7 separate regions of the Mus musculus genome follow, and regions 2, 3, 4, 5, 6 and 7 are each linked to region 1. Evidence: chromatin contacts called from public HiCAR-type, HiChIP or PLAC-seq and promoter capture Hi-C data. All regions are on one chromosome and are shown on one strand. The core of a region is the stretch at or near the end of the contact, and the rest is flanking DNA. Distances in the headings are between cores, read along the strand shown. Region 1 holds the start of Terf1 (telomeric repeat binding factor 1). Region 2 holds the start of Trpa1 (transient receptor potential cation channel, subfamily A, member 1). Region 3 holds the start of Ly96 (lymphocyte antigen 96). Region 4 has its middle 18 kb from the start of Ube2w. Region 5 has its middle 68 kb from the start of Trpa1. Region 6 holds the start of Stau2 (staufen double-stranded RNA binding protein 2). Region 7 holds the start of Kcnb2 (potassium voltage gated channel, Shab-related subfamily, member 2).

The links. HiCAR-type assays count read pairs that join an accessible place to other places. HiChIP or PLAC-seq counts read pairs in DNA pulled down with a chosen protein or histone mark. Capture Hi-C pulls out chosen DNA fragments and counts their contacts.
Region 2: an H3K27ac HiChIP or PLAC-seq map of extraembryonic endoderm stem cells shows a contact between it and region 1, with 5 times the contacts expected there. The contact joins the promoter of Trpa1 here to the promoter of Terf1 in region 1. A contact is called at or near these places in 2 of 39 promoter capture datasets (the C10 cell line and hippocampal neurons) and 5 of 115 datasets of contacts at active chromatin or transcription factors (the 230-238 cell line, extraembryonic endoderm stem cells, large pre-B cells and 1 more).
Region 3: a contact with region 1 is called in a promoter capture Hi-C map of liver, with 5 times the contacts expected there. The contact joins the promoter of Ly96 here to the promoter of Terf1 in region 1. A contact is called at or near these places in 1 of 39 promoter capture datasets (liver), 10 of 115 datasets of contacts at active chromatin or transcription factors (bone marrow-derived dendritic cells, bone marrow-derived macrophages, double positive thymocytes and 7 more) and 2 of 9 other capture datasets (adipose tissue and liver).
Region 4: an H3K4me3 HiChIP or PLAC-seq map of bone marrow-derived macrophages shows a contact between it and region 1, with 5 times the contacts expected there. The contact joins the enhancer-like site here to the promoter of Terf1 in region 1. A contact is called at or near these places in 1 of 484 Hi-C or Micro-C datasets (bone marrow-derived macrophages), 4 of 115 datasets of contacts at active chromatin or transcription factors (bone marrow-derived macrophages, embryonic stem cells, extraembryonic endoderm stem cells and 1 more) and 2 of 9 other capture datasets (adipose tissue and macrophages).
Region 5: a contact with region 1 is called in an H3K4me3 HiChIP or PLAC-seq map of pro-B cells, with 5 times the contacts expected there. The contact joins the enhancer-like site here to the promoter of Terf1 in region 1. A contact is called at or near these places in 2 of 39 promoter capture datasets (the C10 cell line and hippocampal neurons) and 6 of 115 datasets of contacts at active chromatin or transcription factors (the 230-238 cell line, astrocytes, large pre-B cells and 2 more).
Region 6: a promoter capture Hi-C map of adipose tissue shows a contact between it and region 1. The contact joins the promoter of Stau2 here to the promoter of Terf1 in region 1. A contact is called at or near these places in 3 of 39 promoter capture datasets (the C10 cell line, cranial neural crest and pre-B cells), 3 of 484 Hi-C or Micro-C datasets (B cells, embryonic stem cells and muscle stem cells), 4 of 115 datasets of contacts at active chromatin or transcription factors (the 230-238 cell line, astrocytes, pancreatic cancer cells and 1 more) and 2 of 9 other capture datasets (adipose tissue and liver).
Region 7: a contact with region 1 is called in a HiCAR-type map of astrocytes, with 2.3 times the contacts expected there. The contact joins the promoter of Kcnb2 here to the promoter of Terf1 in region 1. A contact is called at or near these places in 1 of 39 promoter capture datasets (hippocampal neurons), 6 of 484 Hi-C or Micro-C datasets (Sertoli cells, cerebellar granule neurons, cerebellum and 3 more) and 4 of 115 datasets of contacts at active chromatin or transcription factors (astrocytes, embryonic forebrain, embryonic stem cells and 1 more).

What each region holds. Positions count from the first base shown.
Region 1 is chr1:15,803,534-15,807,613 of GRCm38.p6, forward strand. It overlaps Terf1 (telomeric repeat binding factor 1), which reads left to right and starts at 2,113. Exons shown (of 10, transcript NM_009352.3): 1 at 2,113-2,424. The coding sequence starts at 2,145.
Region 2 is chr1:14,917,146-14,921,225 of GRCm38.p6, forward strand. Trpa1 (transient receptor potential cation channel, subfamily A, member 1) reads right to left here and starts at 1,717. Exons shown (of 26, transcript NM_001348288.1): 1 at 1,580-1,717. The coding sequence starts at 1,690.
Region 3 is chr1:16,686,700-16,690,779 of GRCm38.p6, forward strand. Ly96 (lymphocyte antigen 96) reads left to right here and starts at 1,757. Exons shown (of 5, transcript NM_016923.2): 1 at 1,757-1,920. The coding sequence starts at 1,809.
Region 4 is chr1:16,635,704-16,639,783 of GRCm38.p6, forward strand. No RefSeq gene overlaps it. Among named protein-coding and RNA genes, the nearest start is that of Ube2w, 18 kb to the left of the region's middle. Within about 2 kb of position 2,033, at least 14 of the 459 cell types and tissues checked have an H3K27ac peak or open chromatin away from gene starts, as enhancers often do. A contact at or near this core is called in bone marrow-derived macrophages, where this site is marked.
Region 5 is chr1:14,985,104-14,989,183 of GRCm38.p6, forward strand. No RefSeq gene overlaps it. Among named protein-coding and RNA genes, the nearest start is that of Trpa1, 68 kb to the left of the region's middle. Within about 2 kb of position 1,953, at least 5 of the 459 cell types and tissues checked have an H3K27ac peak or open chromatin away from gene starts, as enhancers often do. A contact at or near this core is called in the 230-238 cell line and pro-B cells, where this site is marked.
Region 6 is chr1:16,516,921-16,521,000 of GRCm38.p6, forward strand. It overlaps Stau2 (staufen double-stranded RNA binding protein 2), which reads right to left and starts at 2,382. Exons shown (of 14, transcript NM_025303.3): 1 at 2,253-2,382.
Region 7 is chr1:15,285,057-15,289,136 of GRCm38.p6, forward strand. It overlaps Kcnb2 (potassium voltage gated channel, Shab-related subfamily, member 2), which reads left to right and starts at 1,869. Exons shown (of 3, transcript NM_001098528.3): 1 at 1,869-2,428.

The DNA of each region.
Region 1 (4,080 bases), core at 863-3,362:
CTTAAAGGCTTATTATAAATATATAGGTTTTGAGTAATTTATTTGGGAACTAAATGATCAAATGTGGGGTACTGTTGGGAACTAAAAGGGGGCCCTGGGGAAGAAGGGGAAGGGAAAAGGCCCACACCCCGTCGGAGTTCCATCTAGTCTCTGGTCAGTCAGGTGTGGTAGGGCTGCTAACTACCTTCCACTCATCCCTGGGTGAACATTCCTCTATCCCACTCTTCAGGGCATAGCTCAGGGGCAGCCCTACCTGGGATTCCCGGAGCTACCTTGCTAAAGCCCCGGGGTTATAGGAGAGAGGGATGAGGGAAGAGGTTCCCAACACCTGCAAGAGTGCACGCAGCCTTGATGAGCAGAGACTCTCTATGGTTTAAGAGCTTTATTATAGAAATGCAGGAGAAAGAGAGAAGAGAGAGGGGGGGGGGCGGGCTAGAGAGAAAGAGAGTAAGAGGGAGAGAGGAGAGGAGACGAGACGAGAAAACAGAGAGGAGAGAGGAGAGAAGACAAAGAGAGGAGAGATGGTGAGAGTGAGGGGTAAGAGGGAGACAAGAGTAAGCAGTAAGAGCGTAACAGCCCTTTTTATGTTCTTTACTGTTGTTAGGTAACTGGGGAGGAGTTGAGCCTGAAGGTCAAAAGCTAGGGCCATTGCCTACGTGACTACTGAACATGCTTCTCTTGTGGGGGCTGTGTGTGTGTGTGTGGGGGGGGGGGCGGTAACTTAGGCAGGAGCCAGAGTTCCAGGAGCATGAGGGAACGCCTACTGTGTCATGAAGGTGCATTATGACCATCGGGGTTAAGACCTCAGCTCAACTGGAGACCAACCTGCAATTCCCCACAGGGTAGAACCCCCAAATAATATTTACTGCAACACCATCTCTAGAGCCTGGGGGTAATATGCCCTCATGGTCATGAAAGACCCACAATGTGAGGGCTCCCCCACGTTCTGACTCAGGAGAGGCGACACCCCAAAATCACCCACAAGAAACGGGTCTTGCTGCAAATTGCAAGAGGATTTTTTATTCAAGAGCGCTCTCGGGCCCATGGTCATACACCACGCAGGGGTAGAGGACCGTGGCGCCCCAGTAGCTGGGTAAGGGGGTATTTAAAGGAAGAAACCGAAACTCAAGGAAGTGGGGAGGGCGTTGTTGGAAGATACCAAAGATACCAGTTAAGAGTCACAAGGAAGTGTAAAGTTAATAGAGTCACAAGGAATACCTGGTAATTGTTAACTCTCAAGACAGCTTCTAAGAGCCCCTAACAATAGCACATTTGCATTGCAGGTTCTGGTAATGGCCAGGGTGACTTTCTTTGAATGAGCACTCTTTGAACCCAGGAAGCGGGTGGGTAGAGGAATGTCGCTATCTCTTTTATGATTAGCATACCTTTACAAAGGCCACATTCCCAAGCCTGGGCCTAAAGGCCTAGAATTCTGTTTTTACGTTGTTATACTTTCATTCAATGCAAACATTGTACAGTAATAGTGATCAAAATGTGGTCCTGGGACTAACAGTCTCAGCATTCATGGGGAACTGACTAGACTTGCGAATTCCAGGGTCAGCACCATCCTACCCGCTCACCCCAGGCAGAACTTTAGTGAAAAATCAGAGCCCAGCAATTTCAGCTTTAATAACCCCGGATTTCAATAAAATGAACACATAGGGTAGAAAGACAGTGTGATTACAGTGTAACAGGGTTAAATGCTCATGTTTATGGCGACAAGTTAAAATTTCTGGTGCTGCTGCTGCCATAACGCTCAAGTGCTCCAGGCTGGCCTAGACTTTGTAGTTGAAGATGGCCCTAATTCCTAATCTTCCTGTCTCCACCTCCTGAGTGCTGCTGGGATTATAGACGCGCAGTGCCATGCAGTCAAAATCTGCAGTCAAAAACCTCTCGGTTTTAACTACCCTGTTTCCAGCGCAGATTGCATTTTTTAAAATGTATCTTAGCCTATCATCCAGAAGCTACACTATCCAAAACGCCTGGGCTCGGATCGACAAGGAATTTAGCAGTTCTCAGCCAATCGGAAGCCAAGCTCCAGCCACTAGCCCACCCTAGCGATGCGATTGGCTGACTTCCACGCCCACCGCGAGCAAATCAGCGCACGGCGCCAGCTGAGGCACGGCGAGCGCTTTCGGTTTAACATGGCGGAGACGGTCTCCTCAGCGGCCCGGGACGCGCCGAGCCGTGAGGGCTGGACAGATTCGGATTCTCCAGAGCAGGAGGAGGTGGGAGACGACGCGGAGCTGCTCCAGTGCCAGCTTCAGCTGGGGACCCCGAGAGAGATGGAGAACGCGGAGCTTGTGGCTGAGGTGGAGGCCGTGGCTGCGGGCTGGATGCTCGACTTCCTCTGCCTGTCTCTGTGCCGAGCCTTCCGTGACGGCCGCTCCGAGGACTTTCGTCGTACTCGTGACAGCGCCGAGGGTGAGTGCGGGCTCCCGGGCCGGAGGCTGCGTCGCGGCCGAGACCTGCTTGCCCCGCACACACCGGGGCGGGATCCCAGGCGGGAGACGGCGCGAAACCGGCCGCTTCCTGTTTGCTGGAAGTCCTGGCTCCCGCCCCCACGCCTTCCGCGTCCCCTGGACAGAATGTTTGTTTGTTTGTTTTAAAGGGAGCCAGCCCAGTTGCTACCGCTGCTTCTGGAGCCAAACTCTAACAGATGAATATAGAAACATTTAAGAAGGGCCGGGATGCGGCTGCCAAGGGAGGTAGTACAGCTTGTCAATGCTTATCTTGCAAGCCAGGGAACCTGCGTTTGATCCCCAGAGCCTATGCCATACACATATACTTACAGCGCTGGGAAGACCGGTGACTAGGGCTCACTGACCCCTGGCCCAACCCAATTTGGCAAGCTTTAGGCCAGTGGAAGGCCAAAAACAAAGGCCTGGGGAGGAAGGATTTTTAAACTCCAGGGGATCAAATTTCCGTCTTTTGGCCTCAACGGGCACTGTATACACATGTTACACAGACAGACGTGCAGGTAAAATACCCATATTCATAAAATAAAAATAAATGAATCTTTTGTTTAAATGTTTAAAAAGTTTGACAGTGCCTGAAAACTCAGACCCAAGTTTGTCTTCTGGCCTGTGTGTTGGTGAGAGACATCCAGGAATATGGTTGGCTTACCAGTGTACATATTCACTGCCAAGTGTATCTTTGTGTTTGTTCAAACACGCCTTTAATCCCAGCACTTGGGAGGCAGAGGCAGGCGGATTTCTGAGTTCCAGGCCAGCCTGGTCTACAAAGTGAGTTCCAGGACAGCCAGGTCTATACAGAGAAACCCTGTCCCGAAAAGCCAACCAACCAAACAAAAAAGAAATAAATGTTATAAAGTTGATTATGAATTGAACAAGTTCAATGGAAACCTTTACATATGTATACTACTTCCTAAAATACAAAGAACTTCATGGTATAAATTGCAAAGTAGTGATTTGATACATTTTATAATTTAGATGTGAATCTTGGTAAAAACAATTTTGAGTATCTGTTTCACATTTGAGTTATGGTTTGTTAGAACAGTAATATTACAACTTTTTAAAGATTTTTAAAAAATTAATTCGAATCTACAGTTCTAAATTTATGATCAGTTTTTGTTGAGTATTATATTAGGGTTCTCTTGAGTAACAACTTTTTAAGAATCCAGTAATGTTCGGTCTATGATGCTTGATATCGCCAGTATATGCCAGAATCCCAAAGTCGACTCCACTGTCAGTGAAGGAATGGACTTGCTCCTGAGAGTGGGAGTAAGTGGGGAGAGGGAGAGCGTCCCTCTTCCATGTCCTCTATAAAGGCTTCCACCAGAAGGCGAGGCCCAGATTGGAGGTGAGTTGTTCCTCCTCAAAAGATCTGGATTAAACATTTGTCTCCCACTCCAAAGTCCCAATTAGAAGCAGAATTCCCACTTCAGGTGATCCAGGTAAGCAAAAAATAACTCTCAGATGTACCCAGCCATTTTTAGGTTTTAGTTAAATCTATATGTAGTCGAGAACTAAGAATAACCATTCCTGTTTATAAACTAATATTTAACACTGTATTGTGTCTACACAGTAGGTGTACTAGTTTGTGATAATATTTTAATAA
Region 2 (4,080 bases), core at 467-2,966, 890 kb before region 1:
AGTTAAATCCCAAAATACTATTAAAAGGTATTAACTTGAGTTAATTTCTTGACTTAATCGATAAAACTAAAGATACTAAAGTTTCTTCCACAAATTTGTATAAAACAACTTACATGAGGGATTTTTTTTTCAAATTGAGATTTGAAAAAAATTTTAAGAAATTTCTTTCTGTCCCACATTAATTATAACGATTTCATCCTAGTATTGAAATTCAGTCATCATGTGGTTCTTCCTACTACAGCAAACGCCATGGTTAATATGCTAAGCTGACGTGGGACAGACACCTGTGTTAAATCTGGTGGGGGGGGGGGTACAGGTTTGTGTGAGGTAGGATGCATTTGACTCACATTCGCAGTGGTATCTACATAGAAAGCAGTTGGATAATGTCTGCCAGACCTAAAGCTATGCTTACCTCTCACCTCTTGCTCTGGACCAAGCTACCAATAGACAGCCAAACTGAGAGCACATTTACAGTCATAGATTAAAAACATCGAAGCTAAATAAAATAGAGAACACAACCAACAAACAAAAATGACCTAAGTGTGTATCAGTACATAGGTAGTTAAATAAATCATGATGTAGTCCACATAATGAAATGCTGTGAAGCGGTTATTTTAAAAAAGAGGTAAATTCCAAGTACTGAATTGAAATGTATTCTAATAATTTACTTCATGTGTGAATCAAAGCAAGAGCTCTGTAAGCTCATATCTTTGCAAGTTAAAGAAAGCTCTATAAAAGTTTGTGCTTGTACAAGCATTTCGTTTTCCTCCCCCCCCCCCGCAAAAAAATAAGGTTAACATGGTTCCGTGGTGCAGAAGAATCGTCAGAGGGGATTGAGAAGCCATAGTTAATAGTACCTTGCCATTTCATAAAAGCCCTTCCTTTCTTACTATCTCAAGGCTAATGATTTTCTAGGCGTCCAATAGCCTGCCTCTACCCTTCAGAGTGGCCGCAGTATCAGCATCAAATAGTGAGTGCAACTTTCTAATAGGTCAGAACATCCAGAGAACTGAGAGCTAGAAGCCCCCATCACAGCGGGACCTCCCTTTCTCACTAGGTATCTCCTTGTGGAGTCCCCAATAGGACTCGCTGCAGGGCTTGCCTCCTTGTCTCCAATTTGAAGTGCTGAGTTCTCTTTTTCACTTTTAGATAAAAATGCTTCTCCATCCCAACACACTTGTTGGATCGCTGAGTACCAGATTCTCAGCTGCAGCAGTTCCACTTCAGCTCAAACGAAAAATCTACTTAAACGTTGAAAAGGGACTTCACGCACTCCAAATTTATCCTGGCTTTATGGATTTCAATTCTGTAAAACTTCAAAAGTACTTCAGGGGAACATCTTCTCTGGCACCAATCCATCCCCTGGCAAGATGGAGTTATGCAAACAAGAAAGCAAAATAGAGGACCACAGCTAGCAGTTACAGGTGCTGTGTACCCTGATACTGTCTCCTGCCATTTCCATGTTCCGTGCTTCATAAACTTGAGTGTGAAAGCAGCAGAATACTGAACGAAAGGAAATTTCCAGCCTCCCACCTTTCACAATGCCCCAGCATGCTCCAGACCACCGATTCCCCAGTACCTTAAAGGATTCCTTGGAGCAGTCCATGTCTTCCCCGACGCCGCGATAGACAACGCCCTGGACCTCCTTCCTTTCCTCCGGGAGCAGAATCCTCCTCAAGCCGCGCTTCATTGACTCCACCTGGACGCCGGCTGGCGCAGCAGCTCTCCACAAGGCGGCACCTAGGGACAGGGCACCGGAAGCTGCAGCCGGACTTGGGACCTACAACTAAGCTCTGCTGGAGAGATCCCTGCAGCTATAGCCCCATTCTGCCTGCAGGGTAGGAGGGAACTTTTGCAAAGAGTTTTCCGAGCCTGGGCTACTTGTAGAGGAAGTAGCAGGCGGGGCTCTGGAGACAAAAAAAAAAAAAAAAAAAAAAAAAAAAAAAAAAAAAAACGAACCTAGTGGGCATCTGCCCCAGACTCTCCCCTTTAGGGAAATCACAGAGCAATTGCAAATTGAGGCAGATTCAGCAAATTTATTAAAATAAAAACAACCCCTCATAGTGGCCAGGGAGGCAGGAGTGGACAAGAGAGAAAGGTCGGGGTAGGGCGAGAGAATATAATCTGCAATTTTTAGTAAAATCTTCCCCCATTTGGACGTCCAGAAGTTCGACTGGGAATATAGCTCAGTCTGTGAAGTGCTTACCCAACCTTCAGGAAGTCCTGCGCACCATCTCCATTACATAAAACCAGGCATAATAGTGTGATCCCGCGAGCAATCCAACAGGCTGTAAGCCTGTACTTGGGACGTGGGGCTAGGAAGATCTGAAATCCAAGGTCATCCTGGACTGCGTGGCAAGTTTGAGTTCAGCCTGGACTACATGAGATTGGCTCAATAAGACAAAATCCCTAGGGCTGTTCCGCCCCTGCCCACCTCCCGGGAGGTTAGGGTGAGGGTGCTCTTGAATTATCAGAAGTATGATTTTCAGCAAATTTTCTCTTCCCAGTTGTCAGGATGAAGTGAATACCTCTTAGAATTGAGACTAGCCTGAGTCGCTTTGTATCTCAGACCGCATTTCCTGTAGATAAAAGCATTCATCTGCCTTAAGCCTTGACGTTTAAGATAGTTAATAAAATGGTTGTTTTTTCATTATGGTTAATAAAATAGCAGGTTAAATAGAAGCTGCAGTTTATCTGCGGAGGGTTTGTTGGTAGCATTGTTTGAGGGCTTTATCTTTCTGAGTCTGCCCTGAATTCACATCTCCACAGCATAGGTGTATACCATGGACAAAGAAGGGTATTCTGCTCCATCCAATAGTCCTGCAGCTAGCCATGAGGCTAGACACAGCACAGGGAGTCTGTGCAACTGCGGCTGCTGTTTGTCCTTGGCGAGATCGCAAATGGGTTGAGTTTGCAAAGAACAGAATTTTGGTTTACCAAACTGAGCCATTTTAAGGTTCTAGAGTATTCGATTCACACGTAACACAGATCACCACCACCAAACCCTAAAACCCACAAAAAACAGGGACACAACACTGGGCTGCATCCAGGAAAGCGTGGAGAATTGAATTACATCGGGCTGAATTTAGGAATGAGTCTAATGTGCTGATTGACACCGAGGAATCATGAAAAGGCCTGCTGTACAAATCTTATTGATACAGTAAGCTGTGACCAATGGAAGCCCTGCAGTGGGGATGATGTTGAGTGTAACACCAGTACCTGAGAGGAGACAGCTGGAAAATTTGAGTGGAGAATGCAGATATTGAAGTTTACCACTCTCAACTTTCTTCACACTAACAGGTAGCATGAGAGAGATGGGCTCCCTGTAAAGGAGGTGTTTGGAGTAATTCCTATGAGAAATCTAACTGAAGAAAGGAAAGGTTATGTATAGCAATCGCACTCACTGGAAGACCGAGAATGTCTGGGCTGTGAAAGACTGTGATTAGTGGCTTTCTCCCAAAGAGAACAAAGGAATGCATCACAGTGGTTTCCTCTGTTTTTAAGTTAAGGGGAGCTGGGGCAATAGAGGGCTTTGAATTCAGAGAAGAATGTGGAGTCAGGGAACAGCAACCACAGAGTGGGGCTGGGAAAATGTTTACCAGCCGCAGGTTACTCCAAAGTGTGGGTCCTTACCAGCTTGTCCTGTACTGGTTTAGTACTGAAAAATAGATGGCTAACTTTGTAGGACTGGCCATATCCTTCTATCTGCTATGAAAGCACAGAAATCGAAATGCACATTAATTTTCCCTCTATCTCCTGCAGTACTTCACCAATTTGTGCCCTTTTCAATAGGAAATTTCTATAGCTATTTCTTGCTAATTGTTACATTATTTCCTGCCTCGCCAACAAAAGAAGTCTTTTTCATAAATGGTTTGGTTTTTTTTTTCCTACAAAACACTGAACTTTTTAAGATGTATAATGCAGTCAGAATAAGACATTAGCTGACCACTTACAATTAGAATCTTATTTCCTTTGAAATTTAATTATTGATAGTATAAATAAGTAAAATAATTTCACCAGGGGTAATCTCAAAATAATTCTAGTTATTAGAGGGAAAATCTTTGTAGATGTTTCTAGAAG
Region 3 (4,080 bases), core at 507-3,006, 880 kb after region 1:
GTTCTCTGACTTCCACACATGCGCCCCTCATCCTCAAGTATTAAAAGAACCAGTTAAAATAGAAAAATGCAGTTGTGTTTAAATCCTTTTACTGACACAACATTTTTTTTCTTCTGTCTTTAGTTAGGCAGGTAAGCCCAGGGAATTTTAGTAACTTGGGGCTCTGTTTGGATCAGGTTATATATACTCTCCCACCCCCGGCTTTTCTAATAACAGCTGGCAGCCTAGTCCTTTTACCTGTCTATACTGTGCATAATACCCCTACCCAAATAATGCACCTAGCAATCTGGAACATCCACCTGGGTGGGGCTATCATATCTCTTCTCTGAACAATGGGATAGGTATGTCTCCCCTGACAACCATCAGACTTAGACACTTTCTATTCTCATGTGTTCCAACATTTACAGTACGAAGAGTGGACAATCCCAACTGGCCTGATCTGGATTTGGGTATGTGCTCAATATGGTAAACCATCCTATAAGGAAGAATCTATTTACCATATTATGCTAATGCATATTTGGGTGTGTATATAATTATACATTATATAATTATTATTTGGGTCCATTATGGAAATGGGCATATATAGTAGGAAAAATATTAAATGACATAATCTATTGATCAAAATAAAGAACCATCAAAACTATGCCCCTTGATTCAAGTGCCTCCTTCCTTTAGGCTTGATGAAAAGAGGCCCCTCACAGTCACCCAGTGGCCGGGAGTATCCTCAGGTGACCCATTGCTCTCACAGTATGCTCTGATCTTTCTATTGTTTTGCTTTAAATACAATTGCCTTGCTACCTTAACAGTTCTTAGTGAGCAGTTGAGTGTCACCACTAGAACCGGATTGTAGGCCACAGCTGTAAGCCTTCTTGGCTGCTAACCCTAAAGTAAGAGTCTGTAAAAGCCGTGCAGCTGAAGGAAGCACACTTTTCTAAAGTAGTCTTTGAATGAAATACACGCCAGAACAAAACAGCTTTTTCTTTCTTTTTTTTTTTTTTTTTTTAATTACTGGAACTCACACTTTTACCTCAAGATGCTACTCTGTGGAAGAGCTCTAGAGTCCAGCACCAACCCCACCCCCAACTCAACACTATTGCCTCAAGTTCAACCTTCCTTTTGAGTGCATTCTCAAAACTGGTGAGGTCCCAGCTGGGAATTGCTACTGACCCCGTGTAGGGGTCATCTTGCCTGTCTGTTTTGTGGCTGAACCTGTTTGTACTTGAGTAGAAATTGAGAGGGGGTAGGGGAGAGAAATCAGCTTAGATAGCTAGATGCAGCTTTCTAGGTCAGGAGAAACCGTTGTATGAGGAGGAGTGTGTGGGAGGGAGTGGCCAGCACACAGAAAAGTAGTATACCGGTGGACTTTCTTTCTTGAGACAGGATCTCACCTTATAGCTCTGGCTGTCCTGGAACTCACTATCTGGAGAAGGCTAACCTGGAACTCACAGAGATCCGCCTGTCAAGTACTGGGTGTGTGTACTACGGCTAGTGGACTTCCTTTTAAGTAAGGGTTTCCTGTAAGGCAGCTAATTGTCTCCCTGAAAATGTGCTGTTTTAAAGTGCTGGATACTTTAGTTTACACTGAGTATTAAGAAACAGTATATTCTAAGTCATTTTTTTCTTCTCTTGCCTTACAGGAAGTGCTCAGATATGAAAACAAATGCACAGTCACACATGCAAATAAAAAGAGGAAGCAGTTGGATGGGAGCTTCCAAATCACATGACTGCTGACTAAGTTAAATCTGTCCTCCTTACTGTCGAGTCCGATGGTCTTCCTGGCGAGTTTAAAGTATCGGAGATATTAAATCATGTTGCCATTTATTCTCTTTTCGACGCTGCTTTCTCCCATATTGACTGAATCTGAGAAGCAACAGTGGTTCTGCAACTCCTCCGATGCAATTATTTCCTACAGTTATTGTGGTAAGTGGCCCGGCAACAAAGAGCTGCGGCGCCAACTATTTCGAGAGAAAGTTTCCACTGAACCTGAAGCTGGAGGGCTGGCAGGAACGCTGCTCCAGCAGTGAGCCCGCTGCGGTGTGGGGTGGGGGTGGAGCAATGCCGACCACTTCCGGGTGCGGATCATCCTTTCCCTCTCCCAACCCCCCCCCCCCCCCCCGCGTTTCCCCAGGACCTCTGAATTGCTTTTTACCTCTGTTGCTGTCTTGTGGTTAAGCTCTCTCCACTCGGAGCTCGGTTTCAGGTTCTTCTTAGTTCTAGTTTGCTTCTGAGTACCAGCCCCGACACAAACTGGTTCCTCTTGAGGAGGCTAACCCACAGTGCTTCCTGGTGGGGTTGTAGCTCCAGCCTGTGGTCCTAGAGTGCTCTTGGAAGCATCCTTCTTCCTCCCCAACTGTGTGACCTTGAGCAAAATACTTAGACATTCTCAGCCTCACTTTTTTTTTAATTTGCAAAATGAAAGTTATTTTAGAATTCACTGTATGAGTCACTTGACAAATAATGATTTTATTTGATTTCGAATAGTGATTTTTAGATTTATGCAGTAATTATTACTCTATTGAAATCTGTTTTGAGACAGGGTCTTTCTATATAGCTGTAACTACCTGGAATTCACTATATAGGACAGGCTGGGTTGGAAATCATAGAGATCTGCCTGCCTCTACCTCCTGGAATTAAAGGCATACGTTGCCACGCCCAGCTTATTTTATTATTTTTTTCAAAGTATCACTATATAACATTGGCTGGCCGGGAACTCATAGAGATTGATACATATGCCTCTGCCTTTTGAGTTATTTGCTTATTTTTTTGAGACAGTGCCTTATTCTGTAGTACAGGCTGCCTAGAACTGACTATATAGCTTATGCTAGCCTCAAACTCATGCTCCCCGTTGCCTCGACCTCTCCAGTGCTAGAGTTGCAGATATTTTTCAGCTGAGCTAAACTCTGGTGCCATTGGATCATAGTTAACGCTATGGCCACATTACAACTTGTCATTAACAAATGCCTGGGACCAGAAAACCTAGTACAGGGCTTGAGAGCTGTTTCAATCTGTTTCCTCTTTCTGCTGCTCGCTCCGTTAGTTGTCCATTTTCTGCCCCTTCTAGGAATGTCTTCGTGGCTGGAAGGTGGTGCCTTCCAAAATGACAGTTCTAGGAAAAGCAAGATCATAGCCTAGTTGTCTGAAAGTGGAGCAGGGAATTTATAAATGTACTTTGAGAACTCCTGCATTGCAAATTGGTTATTTTGGGGGACTGGCTTGTCCCCAAACACTCTGACTGGGACTAATAACTAATCATCTCTGGGGCATTAGGAAGGTCCTCAGTCTGCTAACCTCTGTTTTCCTCTTCTTTTGGGCCCCCTGCTTTGTCAATTTATTTATTTACTTACTTATTATATATATGTGTGTGTGTGTGTGTGTGTGTGTGTGTGTGTGTGTGTGTGTGTGTTTTCCTGGATGTATATATGTGTATATGCTGATGCCCTCAGAAGCCAGAAGAAGGCATCAGATTTTCTGGGACTGCAATTATAGTCTCTTTTGAGCTGCCTGATGTGGCTGGTAAGAGTTGAATCTGGGTCCTCTGCCAGTGCTCTTAACCATGGAGCCCCCTACTACATGGTGACTCTTCATATGCTTAATTAGTAAAATATAATAAATATTATTCTGCTTTACTCCTTTTAAAAAAGAATTATTTATTTTATGTATATAAGGACGCTATAGTAGCCATGGCTGCTGGGAACTGAACTCTGGACTTCTAGAAAAGCAGTCAGTGCTTTTAACTGCTGAGCCATCTCTCCAACCCCTCAGCTTTATTCTTTTAGTAACAATTTAACTGTCTTTGTTAAGGACTAGGTAAAATGTTCAGGCCTAGGTAACTGTTACCTGTCTAGCCTGCCATGCTGTGCCGTTACTAATATTATAAGGAAACTTTCTTACATGCTGTTATTGCTGTTAGTAGGATGTTCTGTGCTTTGGTGTTCTTAGAAAGGAATCACAATAGAAGTTAGTTAGAACTGTTTTGTATAATTAGCCACAATAAACTTGGAACAGAACCAACTACCCAGCAGCACTTCCTAAACAGGGGTATAAGCTTTTCTAGTATTTGCCTTTACAAGGTACCCTGGG
Region 4 (4,080 bases), core at 783-3,282, 830 kb after region 1:
GCTTCAAGTTGGACCACCCCAACAACTACCCCATCTACTTCACCTGCTAGAGCAGGTGAAGGGGCCTGTCCAGCAGATCCAAAGCTTCAGGTCTCCAAGATGCAGGCTAGCCGAGCAGTGTCCATGAAGGTCCAGTATAGATGATGTAGCAGAAGCCAGAGGCTTTGAAGCAGACCAATCACTCATTGCAATTAACATTTGCAAATAATATGTGTGGACAAAGGGTATACGGTGGGACACACTGCAGTTTCCTGGTCAAGATGTTTTAGGTTTTGTTTGTTTATTTTAATTTTTATTTGGGGAGGGGGAGGATAGATATGAAGGGATGGGGAAATGAGTGGGATTGGAAATTTAGAAAGAATAAAAAGTTAAAAGGAAACAACTTTTAAAATGGATACAGCTGAAGGTGCCACCATACCTGACTTAAAGTTATTCTACAGATATTACTCTGTAATAAAAAAAAAACAGCATGTGGTGCTGATACAGATGCACAGATCAATGGAACAGAAAGGGGGCCCAAATACCGGACCCACAACTACAGCCACCTGACTTTTGACAAAGATACCACCAATGCTTTCTTCTGTCCCCCAGATGGCAACATGCATACATGTGGTGCACAAACGTATACAGGCAAAACACTCATATACATAAAAGCAAATACGTCTATTTTTAAATTGACCACAAAACTAAATAGAGAGCTCTCAAGAGAAGAACTAGAAATGGCTACTAAGCATATTAAAATATTCAATAGCCAAATAATATTTACAGAAATACAAATGAAAACTACTGATTCCATTCCACCCCAGTCTGAATGGCTACCATCAAGAAAACAAATGATGTCAAATATTTGTGAGGATGTGTGGAAATGGGAATGTTCTCCGAGGTGCTAGGAGTGTAAACTGGTGCAGTCTCTATGGAAATCAGTGTGGAGGTTGTTCAAAAAATTAAAAATAGCTGTACCATATGATCCAGCTATACCACTCCTGGGCATATACCCAAAGGCCTCTCTCCTCCTCCAGAGACACCTGCACATCAGACTCATTGCTGCTTTATTCATGATAGCTAGGAAACGGAACCAGCCTGCAAACTGATAAATGGATAAGAGAAATGTGGTATAAATACACAATGGAATTTTATCCAGTCATAATGAAAAATGAAACAATTTGCAGAAAAATAGACAAAGCTGGAAAATACTAAGTGACGTAACTTAGCAAGGTTAAGTCTCATGTTCTTGCCCATATGTGCACACTACCTTCGAGGTTTATAGTTTGTCTGTAGAGGTCAGGATGCTAGAAAGTGCCTATGAGACGGGGAGGAGATGAGGTATTAATGGGGAGAAGAGAGACTCAAACACACACTAGGAACACAGAGGAGGAAGAAACTGATAATCAAAGCTTTAAGTGGTGACAGAACAGAGCTGGGGGACTTGGCTAGCATGTAAGAAAAATCCTTCTGGAAACTCACTCATTTGTAAACACACACACACAGTTTGAACACAGGTACTCAGCATGGATAGACAATATTTCCCATAGAAAACATGTGTTATTAAGTGAAATTTCACTGCCAGGGTTGGGTCAAAGGGGGCCCTCCTGGCCACATACACACACAAAACCAACTGGTACTGTTGTTCTTGGTAGCCCAGCACAAGAAGATTGTAAACCTCTATTGCTAAAGGCACAACTTATTTTGGCTCTGGAACACAGAAAATTTGAGTTGGAATTGACCTGAAAATTTCCTCCCGATGGCTAGCTTTCACAGAACTGGAAGGTGCTATACTATACAGGCTGCTGAGGCCGATGGCTCAGCAGTTAAGATCATGTACTATTCTTGCTAAGAATGTTAGTCCAGTTTCCAGCAGCCAAACCAGTCAGCTCACAATTGTCTGTAACTCCAGGTCTAAGGATCCTGAGTGGCATCTCTACCTGGCCTCTGTACATATCTGCATTCATATGTACACACTCTCCCTTCACGTATACTTTAAAAACTAAAAAAAAAAAAAAAAAAAAAAAATCTAAAATTAAAATGAGGAAGTGCTCACTGAGCCACATTGGCTTCAACTATAAAGCTCCTCCCCTCCGTTAGTCTCCAATTATGGGGATTATGGGTATTAGATACCTTACCAGCCACCAACAATCTTTAAGGACTTCCATTTTTACCAGAATTCTAAACATTGTTATTGTAGTTTTCCCAGTAGCTATAAAGTGGAAACTCATGTTTTTATTGGCATTTCCATGACTAATGTGCATGGTTTCATGCATCATGGGGTAATATGTGTATCTTCTTTGAAGAAATGTCTTACTTTTCATGGGAGAACATTAAGGATCTAGGTCATGGAGCTGGACGGATGACTCAGCGGTTAAGGCTGCTTGCTCTTTCAGAGGTTCTGAGTTCAATTCCCAGTAACCACATGGGGGCTTACAACCATTTGTAATGGGATCTGATGCCCTCTTCTGGTGTGTCTGAGGACAGCTCATTCATTTGAGCTATATGTATAAATGAAATAAACCAGAGAGAGAGGGAGGGAGGGAGGGAGGGAGGGAGGGAGGGAGGGAGGGAGAGAGAGAGAGAACGTTGGTCATGGGGTTGGTGAGATGGCTCAGCACTGGCTGTTCTTCCTTTCCTGTAACTTTAATAAAACTCACTTGTTCACTAAGCTGGATACTGGTGGTATCCACACTTTTCTCTGTCGTTGCTTCCCAATCTGGGGTGAGATGTTTGTTAACATCTCCCCAGAAATGTCACCCAACAATGAAAAAGCTATATTGACTACATTAGCTATGTACTACACTGATCCAGCCTTTTATTTGCTAAATTTGGATTTTAGAAATTGACTAATGCAAAATTTAAGGAAAGGCATGCATACATGTAATTCCAGCACTAGAGGCCAGCTTGGTCTACAAAGTGCATATACATACATAAACATATATGAAATATACATGTGTACATGTCTATACATATCTATGTGTGTGTGTGTGTGTGTGTATACATACATACATACATACATACATACATACATACATATAGTATAGTAAAGAATATATATGTAAGAAATGCTTACTGCTCTTCCAGGGATCCAACTTTGCTTCCTTACACCCACAGGGGCAGTTCACAAGTGCCAGGCCCAGGGGAACGGACACCCTCCTCTGTTCTTTGAGGGCATTTTTACAAACATGGCATACACATACACACAACCAAAAAATGTTTTTTTTTTTTTTGTTTTTTAAACCAAACCAAACCAAACCAAACCAAACCAAACCAAACCAAACCTTTGGTAATCAGTAAGATGGCTCAGCATGTAAAAACATTTGTCATGCAAGCCTGGTGATTTTAGTTCAATTTACAGAACCCATGTCATGGAAGGTGAGAACCATGTGCTGCCCTCTAAGCTACACACACTTTTTACCGACCACAATAAATATACTTAGAGCTTGGTGGCAGAGTGCTTGCCTGCTATAAAGCCTGGGACTTGATCAAAGCAGCACAAGAAAAGGGGTACAGAAAGAAACTCAAACCAGAGAATGTGAACAGAGTAAACTGACATTTTTATAGGACAGTTAAAAAAATTTTCCCCCAAGATTCAATTTCAAGCACCCACATGATAGTTTACAACTGTCTCTTAACACCATCTTCGTGGGCACCAGGTATGCACATGGTGGAGACACATATGCAGGGTCTTGAAGGAGCTGGTGAGATGGTCTGGCAGCTATGAGGACTGGCTGCATGATCATGAGGATCAGTTTTAACTCCAGCACTGACACAAACTCCAGCTCTTGGAGATTCAACACCCACTTCAGGCCTCTGAGTTCACCTGAGAGCATTCACAAAGACAAACACACACACAAACTTCTTTTAAAAGTTGTATCTTTTAGGGACAAGAAATGTAGCAGGTAGTGGCTGGAATATCCAAGGCCCTCCCTAAGTTTGATAACCAGCACCTTAGGGGAAAACCCCCAAAATTTGACCTTTTGTTTTAGCTAGATGGACATACATATAGAAATCAAAAACATACTTAACTCAGGAAAAATCAGTACACATATGAAAAATAAATTCTGGATTAGCTTCATATTAAGCATACTGCTA
Region 5 (4,080 bases), core at 703-3,202, 820 kb before region 1:
AACTCTGCACTAAACCCATGTGGTCCTGGGCTTTTTTTTGGCTGGGAGACTATTAATGACTGCTTCTATTTCTTTAGGGGATATAGGACTATTTAGATCATTAACCTGATCCTGATTTAACTTTGGTACCTGGTATCTGTCTAGAAATTTGACCATTTCATCCAGGTTTTCTGGTTTTGTTGAGTATAGCCTTTTGTAGAAGGATCTGATGGTGTTTTGGATTTCTTCAGGATCTGTTGTTATGTCTCCCTTTTCATTTCTGATTTTGTTAATTAGGATGCTTTCCCTGTGCCCTATAGTGAGTCTGGCTAAGGGTTTATCTATCTTGTTGATTTTCTCAAAGAACCAGCTCGTTTGGTTGATTCTTTGAATAGTTCTTCTTGTTTCCACTTGGTTGATTTTGCCCCTGAGTTTGATTATTTCCTGCCTTCTACTCCTCTTGGGTGAATTTGCTTCCTTTTGTTCTAGGGCTTTTAGGTGTGTTGTCAAGCTGCTAGTGTGTGCTCTCTCTAGTTTCTTTTTGGAGGCACTCAGAGCTATGAGTTTTCCTCTTAGGACTGCTTTCATTGTATCCCATATGTTTAGGTATGTAGTGGCTTCATTTTCATTAAACTCTAAAAAGTCCTTAATTTCTTTCTTTATTCCTTCCTTGACCTAGGTATCATTGAGGAGAGTGTTGTTCAGTTTCTACGTGAATGTTGGCTTTCTATTATTTATTTTGTTATTGAAGATCAGCCTTAGTCCATGGTAATCTAATAGGATGCATGGGACAATTTCATTATTTTTGTATCTGTTGAGGCTTGTTTTGTGACCAATTATGTTGTCAGTTTTGGAGAAGGTACCATGAGGTGCTGAGAAGAAGGTATATCCTTTTGTTTTAGGATAAAATATTCTGTAGATATCAGTTAGATCCATTTGTTTCACAACTTCTGTTAATTTCACTGTGTCCCTGTTTAGTTTCTGTTTCCATGATCTGTCCATTCGTGAAAGTGGTGTGTTGAAGTCCCCCACTATTATTGTGTGAGGTGCAATGTGTGCTTTAAGCTTTACTAAAGTTTCTTTAATGAATGTGGCTGCCCTTGTATTTGGAGCATAGATATTCAGAATTGATAGTTCCTTTTGGAAGATTTTACCTTTGATGAATATGAAGGGCCCCTCCTTGTCTTTTTTGATGTCGTTGGGTTGGAAATCGATTTTATTAGATATTAGAATGACTACTCTAGCTTGTATGTAAACCATAAATGACTTATTTCTTTTGCTTGTTAGGATATATCTTATATAACTGCAGGTCATTTCTTTTCCTACTTTATAATTTTGGTTTCCATGATTTTAGTGTTGACTTTCCTTTTAACAGGGCAGTAAGATTTATTTATTTCATGTGTATGACTATTTTGCCAGCGTGTATGTTTATGCTTCACATATATGCTTCATGCCTGCAGAGGTCAGAAGAGCGTGTTAGATCCCTTGGAACTGGAACTAGGGATAGTTGTGAGTCAGCATGTTGGTGCTCGTGGTCACACACAGTCTGAAAGAGCAAAAAGTGCTCTTGACCACCAATCTATGTCTGCAGCCTCTCTGAGCTTTCTTTCCATTCTTGCTGTCTTGATATAGACAGAAGTCCATGGCACCACCTTCCTAAGAGCACTGTAACATTACATGAAACTATGATTTCAGGTATCAATAATTCTGTAAGTTAGAAGATTGATACTTGAGAGAGTTCAGCACATATGTATAAACACACATATATATTCCTAAATATAACATGATCTGGCTGTGTAACAGTTATGTGTTTTTCCACTGTTTGACTCTGGACAGTTAATTTGTGTGCTCTTTCCTGAAGGAGGTCACTTCTCTTGCTCCCAGCTTTCTTTGGTTGTCTCTAGCTCCTTGTGTAGGGTGGAGACCTCACAGGCCTTTTCTCTGCAGCTTGGCATGCTCGTTAGTATCATCCTGTGTGCCTCACATTGGGGCAGTGATGTGAGACTTTATGGGCATAGCTTCTGATGTTGTTAGGAAACACAAAACCACAGAAAACTCCCCAACCTTTCAATCTTAGAATCTTTCCACAGAAATATGTATATGTATGCAATAGCAATGAGAAAGGAGGCTGGGAATTTGAAGGAGGGTGGGCCTATACATCGGGGAGTTTGGAGAGAGGGAAGAGAAGGGAGAAATGTTAAAATCATATTATGCTTTTAAGAATGAAAATTTAAAAATCTTAAATTTGTGAAATAAACTACTATTAACAACTGAAATAAAAGAAAAAGAAGGAAAAAGTATTACTGGGGACTTTCATTTAGCTTCTGTTGAGGCTCCTTGTCTCATTTCCCTGCTTAAGCAAAATGCTGAAAGCCTCACCCTGGGAACATCTAGAGACAGCCTTTGTACCAGACACAAAACAAAACTATTCGTCACAGCTTTCTCTGGAAATCACCATTGTTTTCTTGCATTTTAAAGATTGCTGTATGTCTTTGTTTCAGTATATTCACACTATAATATAAAAAATACTATAAAAAGTAGAATATATCTATAATAGCATATTTAATTTCAGAGGCTTGTGGGTCAGCACAGTCACTGTGCTGACAGCCTGTGTGTGTGAAGGCTTGCTCTTTGGCTTTTCCTAGCAACTTCTAACCATGGCCTCACAAGATGAAAGGGCCCCTTAGCCACCAGTGGTCTCAGCCCATGCCTAAGTCATTATGATCTGAACACCGTACCGCTGGTTACATTCTGGGAACTGTGTTGTAATGCATGAGTCTGGGAAGGGCACAGCATCCAGACTTAGAGAGGGTTATGTACTATATCAGATGGATCAGTGGGATAAACAAGACTCAGAGCCCTTCATAGTTCTCTAAACCTAGAGAAAGCTGCTATTTGGATAAGCTCCCCATGGTACAGTGTGGTAATAACCAATGTTCACTAGAGCAGGAGACACTGAACCACGAGGCACCGCTCTAAGGGGCCACCAGTATTGTTGGACTTTCCCCAAACAACTAAAGCAGCTTTACAGTTCTAAGAAGGTTGGAGTTTTAGAAAAAGTAAGCACAATGTGTATAGATGCTAAATGTAAACAATTTGTTTCAGTTATTCATAGCCAACTCTGTTGGGTACAGACCAGAAGACACCTGATTTGCTTCTTGGACTAACCACACTGTGATAAAATACCAGACAGGACAAAGAGGAAAGTTTTAATTTTACTTACAGTGAGAGTCTTCACTCTGGCTGCAATGGGATACTGCAATATGGAAAGAAAAAGGGGGTAAAGAGCAGAGGGAGGGAGAAAGGGAGAAGGAAAGAACAGGACCTGCTTCCAGTGACCTAGTTCATCTTGCTAAGCTATACCAAAATATCCTGCAGCTGAGGACCTGGGCTGTAGCACTTGAACTTGTGGGGGGCACTACTCATTTAACTTGTGACAGTAGTCAATACATTTTTTCTTCTTATTATGGCCATTCATTTTTTTTTTATTGTTTGTATTTTTCTTTTTCTTTTTTTTTCCATTTTTTATTAGGTATTTAGCTCATTTACATTTCCAATGCTATACCAAAAGTCCCCCATATCCACCCACCCCCGCTCCCCTGCCCACCCACTCCCCCTTTTTGGCCCTGGTGTTCCCCTGTACTGGGGCATATAAAGTTTGCAAGTCCAATGGGCCTCTCTTTCCAGTGATGGCCGACTAGGCCATCTTTTGATATATATGCAGCTAGAGTCAAGAGCTCCGGGGTACTGGTTAGTTCATAATGTTGTTCCACCTATAGGGTTGCAGATCCCTTTAGCTCCTTGGCTACCTTCTCTAGCTCCTCCATTGGGAGCCCTATGATCCATCCATTAGCTGACTGTGAGCATCCAATTCTGTGTTTGTTAGGCCCCGGCATAGTCTCACAAGAGACAGCTACATCTGGGTCCTTTCAATAAAATCTTGCTAGTGTATGCAATGGTGTCAGCGTTTGGATGCTGATTATGGGGTGGATCCCTGGATATGGCAGTCTCTACATGGTCCATCCTTTCATCTCAGCTCCAAACTTTGTCTCTGTAACTCCTTCCATGGGTGTTTTGTTCCCAAATCTAAGGAGGGGCATA
Region 6 (4,080 bases), core at 1,132-3,631, 710 kb after region 1:
ATCCAATGTTCTGTTCTGGTTTCCATGGGCAGACATGAAAGGCAGAAGAGAACACAGGTGCAGATATACATACACATAAAATAGCTTAGGAAATATGCTAAAGCAGTTAGGTACAAACACAGTTCTAATATTTTACTAACTACTCATCCTGGGACACTTTCTGCATTGTTTCATATTTTAGACTTCTGTCACTATCAGTTATAGTTTTTAATGTGTGTGCGCGTGTGTCTGTGTGTGCATATATGAGTGGGACATGAAAATGCCACAGAGGGAATGTGGAGGTCAGAGGACAGCTTGCAGGTGCTCCATCCCAGAGCCCCCACACAGTTTACTGCATAGTTTCTGCTGTCCTTAAACTCCTAGGCATGTGCCACCAAACCTGAGGACCTGAGTTTGATCCCCAGGACTCACAAGTTAGAAGATAACAGTGGACTCACACAAGTTGTCCTATGACCTCCACAGTCGTGTACAGGCTTGGCAACGAATGACTTTACCCAATGGGCCATCAAGACAGCCCTACCTATTTTTGTTATTTTGTAGAAAGTCGGTCTTCCCTAGAGCTTCATTCCAGGTAAGTCAAGTAAGGTAAAAATACAAACTTCAACCTTTTCCATGCTGAAGTATCCAGAAGCAAAGGGCTATAACATATCTGTCTTACCCACAAACAGCACAGGGGGTCTGTGTGTGTGGCTGAGTAAATGATAAATGGGCATCATGATAACAGGTGAATCTGGGTAGAGGAATAGACTGTTCTTTGTATTGTTCTTATTCTGACTTTACTGAAAGCTGAAATTGTATCCAACGGGAAGTTAAAAAATATATGCTACTAGAAATTTACCTACTTGAATACAAAACACTGTTTCTTAAGGAAACACAGTAATTTGTGAATATACTACACATGAGCAACAAATCACAACTAGACATCACTTTGGAGTAGATTTCATAAACTACTGCCATGCCATACCTTGAGACAGGTGCCCAACACTGACAGTGGCCACATAAACCATGCATGCAGTTGGGCATTACAGATATGCACACTTAATACAGGCCTGCAACAGATCCACAATCATATGATATTTAGGTTTTTCAGTAAAATAAGACACAAAGACCTGCTTTGTTAAAAAAAAATAGTCAGGTCTTAGTTTTTTCTTTTTTCTTGACTTGTGCCTTTCCTCTATAGTTCTATTCATGACAGTAAGTTGAATCGACTTAGAAAGGATGGGGAAGAAACATTCTACTGAACATTTGACAGTGTTACTATCTTTTTGCCTGCCCAACACCTTCTCTATTTCAAGTGTTAGCCCTCAGAAAACACAAGAATACATCAGAATCCAAGTTCTATTTGTATTAAGAAAGTTCCCTAACACTGGATAACAGATTTTTGGTTACTGTAATACATTTAAGGATCATCTGTACGATTTCTGTGAGATTTGGTCCCTTTTAAATTGCTTAGTGCATTCATACCTATTGGATGGTCCATCTCCACTCAAGTACTTCTAAGCTTTTTTGTGGCGGGGGGGGGGGGAAATAGGAGATAATAATGAAATCTGCTCATACTGCAAAATGTTGTACCTAAATAATTGCAAGGACTTCCAGACTTGGCCCCCACCCCCACCCCTCAGCGCACGCGCCCAACCAGACTCCCATTCCCACCCCCTACCCAGGTCTCCTAGTTCAATCGCCTTGACTGCCTCTGCGAAACTGGCCCGTCACTCTGCCCGGTCCCCCACCCTACAGAGACCCGGTCCTCACGGTAGATTCTGCGGCCAAGCTTTGTGTTTCACCCAACTCCCCACGCCCGGGCAAGGTCACTACCTCCAACTACTCCTTTAAGCCGAGCCGTCACGGTCCTAGTTCGCAGGAGGCTCGGCGGAACTTGCCTGTCATAGGGCTATATTTTGTCCCCTCTGCCCCACCTCCCTTCCCCATTTCGGCGAGTTACGTCTTCGCCACTTGCCCATTATACAGAAATAGCCACCGCCATCGCCCCGGCCCCGCCGCCCCCACGCCCCTGCAAGGCCCGGGTGACCTCCGCGCCCCCCGCCGTCGCGCCCGGCGCCCCCGCCCCGCCCTGCCCCTGCGGACACCTGTACGGCTCGCCGCGGCACACGCCCCCCCTCCCCTCCCCCAGGGCGGCCGAGGGCGGCGCGGGAGCGAGGCCGCGAGAGACGGCCCTGCTGGCTCCCGGCGCTCTGCCTCGGAACCCGCCGGCGGAAGTCAGGCCTGGCGGCGCCGCTCGCACCAGGATTTACCTGCGGGCCACGGACGCCCGGCAGACGGCTCCACATGGGCGAGCGCTCCAGAGCTCCGCCGACGCCGCCTGCTCCCTCCTCGGCTCCCGCCCCCCGCCTCCGCCTGCCGCCCTGCGCTCCCGCCGCGCCCTCCCGGGCCCGCGCCGCGCGCCCCCGCCTGCGCCGCCGCGCCCGCGCCACGCCGCGCGCCCCCGCGCCAGCTCTCTCTCGCGCTCTCTCTCTCCAGCTCGCTCTGTCTCTCTGTCTCTCTCCCCTTTCTTTCTCTGTCTCTCTCCTCTCTCTGTCTGTCTCTCTCTCTCTGTGTCTCTCCCCCCTCTCTTTCTCTGTCTCTCTCTCTCCTCTCTCTGTGTCTCTCTGTCTGTCTGTCTCTCTCTCTGTGTCTCTGTCTCTCTCTCTGTGTCTCTGTGTCTCTGTGTCTCTGTGTCTCTCTCTGTCTCTCTGTCTCTCTCTCTCTCTCTCTCTCTCTCTCTCTCTCTCTCTCTCTCTCTCTCTCTCTCTCTCTCTCTCTCTCTCTCTCTCTCTCTCTCTCTCTCTCTCTCTCTCTCTCTCTCCACCTCTCCCCGCCTCCCTTCGCGGTCGAGCGGCCATTGTTCGCCGCGCCGTTCCCGCCCCCTGGCGGCTTCTGGGACCCCCGCATCCCGGGGCGCTGCGGGGCTTAGGCCTGGGGTCTCGGGCCGCGCCGGGGCCCGTCCCGGGAGCTGCTGCAGGAGCACGCTGAGGGCGCCCGGCCCGCAACTGCGAAGGTGCTCCAGCACCGGCGGCTCAGCCTCTCCCGCACCCGCTGCCCCTGGGCTCTCTAGCAGCCTGTCCCCGACGCTCTGCTCCTACCTTTCCCGGCTCGCTGACTGCCCGCCTCTGCCTAGCTGGGGACGCGCGACCATCCCGCGTCCGTTCCACTGCGGTGCGACGTAGGATTCGGCGGATCCTGCACCTTTCTAGACTGGAGGAGGAAGAAAGGGGAGGAGGGTAGCAAGCAGCGCAAGCGAGCCCCCATCACCTGCTCCACGGCCCACATCATTCATCAGGAAAAAATGAATAATAAATATATTAAAGTTGTGTGCCCGTACCAAAAAAAAAAAAATCTTTAGAGCCAAAAATGAGGATCGTCTTAAAACACTGTCCTAGATCCTTGGTTTTTGAAGAGTGCTAAAAAACTCAAATTACTTGTTCTTTTGTCCTGGTTTAGATATGGGTTAGGTATGGCCAGATAACGTCAGCCTAGTTAAGACCAATGGATTTTAAATAAGTGGCACCAAAAATCATATGAAAAAGAAGTCTAGAAATAGAACTATTAGTGTATTCTGACTGGCATTATTCTTCCTGGGGTTTCCTTGGTATGGCTTGTCTGCCTGGGATATGTCTGTGAGCCCTGTGATTTCAGTCATATTTTAAAACCAACTCTACAAATGAGGCAGTATTTGTGGATCTATTACCTTATACACTGATTTACAATTTTTAAAGAGACAAAAACGTGATACTGTATGTATAGGCGAGATACCTGTAAAGCTCTCTAGCTAGAGCCTGACATCGTAGTTTCCGGTGATACAGTGTAGGCAAGCACTTCGTTTGTCTCTCATGTTTCCCGTGTGCCTTTCTCACTTTTCACTTCCACTAGTTTTCTCAAATATGTGGATTCCTTCTTAAATGGGGACCACCCCTTAATTAATGGTTTCTAGCTACTTGGGCCTCATTCAGGTGTTCAGTGATACAAACGACTACAGGCCCTTCACATCAGGGAAACAAGCCTTCCATGGCTGTTCTTTCCACAAGTTCGTTCGCTCTGCCTTCAATCTATTCTCTCTTCACTCAATGAACAGATTATGAAAAA
Region 7 (4,080 bases), core at 619-3,118, 520 kb before region 1:
GTTTTCCTGAAAGACACTCAACTGTTTTGACTGCTTAATTTTCCACCCATCAAGGTGTACCTGAGTCAGGAACCTGAAGATCCCAGGAATTTTGTTCAAGTTTATTGTTTTTATTACACTCCAAAGTAGGGAAGGGGCCTGGGGTATCCAGCTTATGGCCCTCTTTTTAAGGGGGAATTTGGCATAAAATTCCAGACAGTAAACAGACCACTAAATCAAGCAAACCAGGTTTATTTTTAATTTAATTTTGTTTTCAACTTATTTTTACACGCCATATTCCATTCCCCACCCCCATGCACCCTCCAACTGCTCCACATCCCACACCTCCTCCCCACCTCACCCAGTCTCCACTTGGATGCCCCCACACCTCACCACACCCGACCTCTAAACTCCCTGGGGCCTTCAATCTCTTGAGGGTTAGGTGCCTCATCTCTGAATGAACACAGACCTGGCAGTCCTCTAGTCTATGTGTGTTGGGGGCCTTACATCAGCGGGTGTATGCTGTCTGTTTGGTGGTCCAGTGGTTGAGAGATCTTAGGGGTCCAGATTGAGACTGCTGGTTCTCCTACAGGATCACCTTTCTCCTCAGCTTCTTTCACTCTTCCCTAATTCAACAACAGGGGTCAGCTGCTTCTGTACATTGGTTGGGTGCAAATATCTGCACCTGATTCTTTCAGCTGCTTGTTTGGTCTTTCGGAGGGCAGTCATGATAGATAGATCCCTTTGTGTGAGCACTCCATAGCCTCAGTAATAGTGTCAGGCCTTGGGACCTCCCCTTGAGCTGGATCCCACTTTGGGCCTGTCACTGGACCTTATTTTCCTCAGGCTCTTCTCCATTTCCATTCCTGTAATTCTTTCAGACAGGAACAATTATGGGTCAGAGATATGACTGTGGGATGGCACCCCCCTCATTTGAAGTCCTGTCTTCCTGCTGGAGGTGGACTCTATAAGTTCCTTCTCTCTACTGGGGGGCATTTCATCTTTGAGTCCTGGGAATCTCTCACCTCCCAGGTCTCTGGTGGACTCTGGGGGGGTCATAGCACCCCTGTGGGAAACAAGAATCAGAGTGTCTAAAGAGTCCTACCCAGCTTTAGCCTCAGACACAGAAAGGCCAGTGACTCCTGGATATGGTCCTGAATAGAGCTGGAGGATACAGAAGTGAAGTCAGATTCCACCTGGGCTCCTTTTTATCCGAGAAACTTCTTTTGTGGGAAAATACTCCGTGGCCCATCCTCAGGAGCCATATGTCCTTGTCCCAGTTCCCCATGGTGGAACAAGGAGCACTGGTTCTGGTCGCTTAGGGGTCTGGCAGCAGGAGAGCACAGCAGATGGAAGAGAAAGGCCAGGAAATCCATGAAGCTGCGGGAGCATCTCGACGGGCTTACCAGGGCTTCCCCGGCCGCGTGTGTGGGGTGGCCGCCGGGCTGTGGACCCCTTGCCTAGTGTGTCCGTGTGCAAGCCACCAAGAGAGACAGGTGGGTGTGGAGCCCGGACCCAGGCGGCCGCAGGAGCCTAGGGAGGATCGGGCGAGGTGTGGGCGGCGCCCGACCGTCCGCGCCCGGGCCGCACCCTGGGCACCGGGGGCGCTGTCTCCTGCCGAGCTCAGGCGCCGGGAGGCCGAGCCTGGCGTTTCCCAGGAGGTGCCGGGCCAGCGGTGCATCCCCGCCACCCACCCCCGGGAGCTGCGATTGCCTGGGAGTCGCTGGAGGAGGAGAAACAGAGAGAGGCGCTGGCGGCCGCTCTGCCCGCGGGTGCGCGGAGCGCGGAAGGCGGAGCGCGAGGCTGGGTGGCCGCGGGCGTGTGTGCGCGCCTGGCCGGAGAGCTACGGGGCGGGGGACCCGCGCCCGGAGCGCCCCGCCTGGTTTTTCGCGCGGAGCCAGCGTCGCTGCTGCACAGACACACACCCACCGAGCTCCACCGAGTGCCCCTGAGCACCCGCCGCCCCCGCTGGCCACAGCCGCTCCTCCGGCAGCGGGATCCAGCGCCAAGTCCAGGGCTGGTGCGGCGCGCAGAGAACCTCTTGATTTTTTTTCCCCCTTCACTCCAGCCCTCTCTGGTCTGGGCGGCGGCGGCGGCGACAGGGGGATGGGGGCTCCACGCGGGGAAAGGCGGGTGACGATCGAGGAAGATTATTGTTCTTTTTAAAGGATGCCTTCGCTTCTTACCAATGCGGCTTCTGTGAGCCCTTTTACTAGAGACTGCGAACCGGAGTGAGATATGTAAAGAAGGAAGGAAAGCTGCCTGGAGCTCCAGCCAGCCGGGCAGACCCTCCTCTCTGTGGAGGGGAGGGGGATTTCCAACGACACATCATTGGCAAAAGGGACCTTTGCAAGAGAGGAGTCCTCTGAGGGAGCAGGGAATCCCACAGCCCCCTGTGGCACAGGAGCCAGAGCTGCTGGCTGAGCAGAGCTGGGTCCGTGGGAGCTAGGTAAGTGACCTGGGCATTGCAGCTCCCCAAGAGCTCTTCTTTAGAGATGCTTCACTGTGGCAGTCTAGTGAGACTTGAGTTGCTAAAGGAACTGGAAACTGCCATATGGCGCCCAGTGGACTTACAAACAAAGCTGGCTGGGTTGTTAGCCCTGACAGATTATTAACGAAATGCTTCTTCCTGGTGGGGGAGACACACAAGTATAAGCCCCTTAAAAGCCTAACTTGATCAAAAAGATGAAACTGTTGTATGTAAGAAAGGAACCCCGGTTGCCTTCTCTTCCTGATCGCTTGATGGTAAATGCCACACTTGCATGCACACACTTGTCGGACTAGACTTAGGGAGTATGATATCTGTTGTGTATGCACAGTCCCCAGAATACAGAGACATACATGCATTTTATTCCTCAGTGGTGAGCAGTCTTGGTTCCTCGGAAGGAGCTAGAACAGGTCTTTAAGGAAAGCACTCCAAGGCTTTTTCCAATACAATATGTCAAGGAGACCTGGGGATACAGTTGCCCTGAGTGGCACTGAAAGACACCACCATCTGCCTCATCTTTTGTTGCCAAGACTTAATGAACCTTTTCATGATAGTACCTTGCCATCTATTACCTCAGATAAGGAGCATTTGTTTTCATCCATTCATAAAAAGAACCAATGTGCAATGTGCATAAACATGCCATTTATGCGACGTTTATGACCCCACAAGTGTTTTGACAGTAAAGAATAACATAGATAAGACTAATACTAGGATATTTTGCACAATATATGCACAGGTAGGCATCGGGGTGATTGCATGTAGGTTCAACACTCCATCCAATCAAGTCACACACTAATGTCAATATTTTAAATGACATTTCACGTTTCTAATTTTTTCTTATTGATTGGTTGGGGGTTTGCTGACAATCTGACTCTTTTTTCAATCCCAACTTTAAAAAAAGTAAACATTTTACTGTTATTATTTTCAAATGTCTAGCATTGTGTAGGATAGATACCTTTGGATTACTCACTAGTGATAGCACATTTCGTAGAATTAGCAAATAATCAATTTTGGTCAAATGTCTGAAGTCTTTCCTGTCAGTGACTCCTGGGAAAGAATTCGAAAAGAGAGTAATATGTTAAAATTGTTCATATCATAAAGTCTTATCTATTTCACCCATTGGGTACTTGCGCAGGGTACATCAATAAATAAAAAAACTTGTCTCACACTTATCCTTTAATATGTGAGTAAAACATTTAGAAATCTGCACTAGAGAGTTCTTGTGCTTAATCTAATCAGAACGTTCGGTAGTTTGGCCCTTACACTGTGCATGGAAGTGTACATGTTTCAGTTTGGCTGCTTCCAGTGCTATTTTTTTTTTCCAGTGTGGGGCTTACTTATGTAGCCATGAAGACTCCCTGAGAATACCGATCATCCAGTATAGAAATAACTCACTTCTCCACTGAATGGGGAAGTCACCTCCAAGTGTTTATATGCACCCACAAAGCCACCCCTGTGGGCCGCTTCTTCATGGAGTACCTCTGGGTTCAGGGCCGTTGCTCATGACAAACAAGGTTCCCTCCAATATACTCTTCTCCTTTCTTGAGCACTACTCAGACTTTTGGAGAAAGGGGTGAGCCACTTGGCAGTTCTCTTTGTGTTCTTTCTCCTTC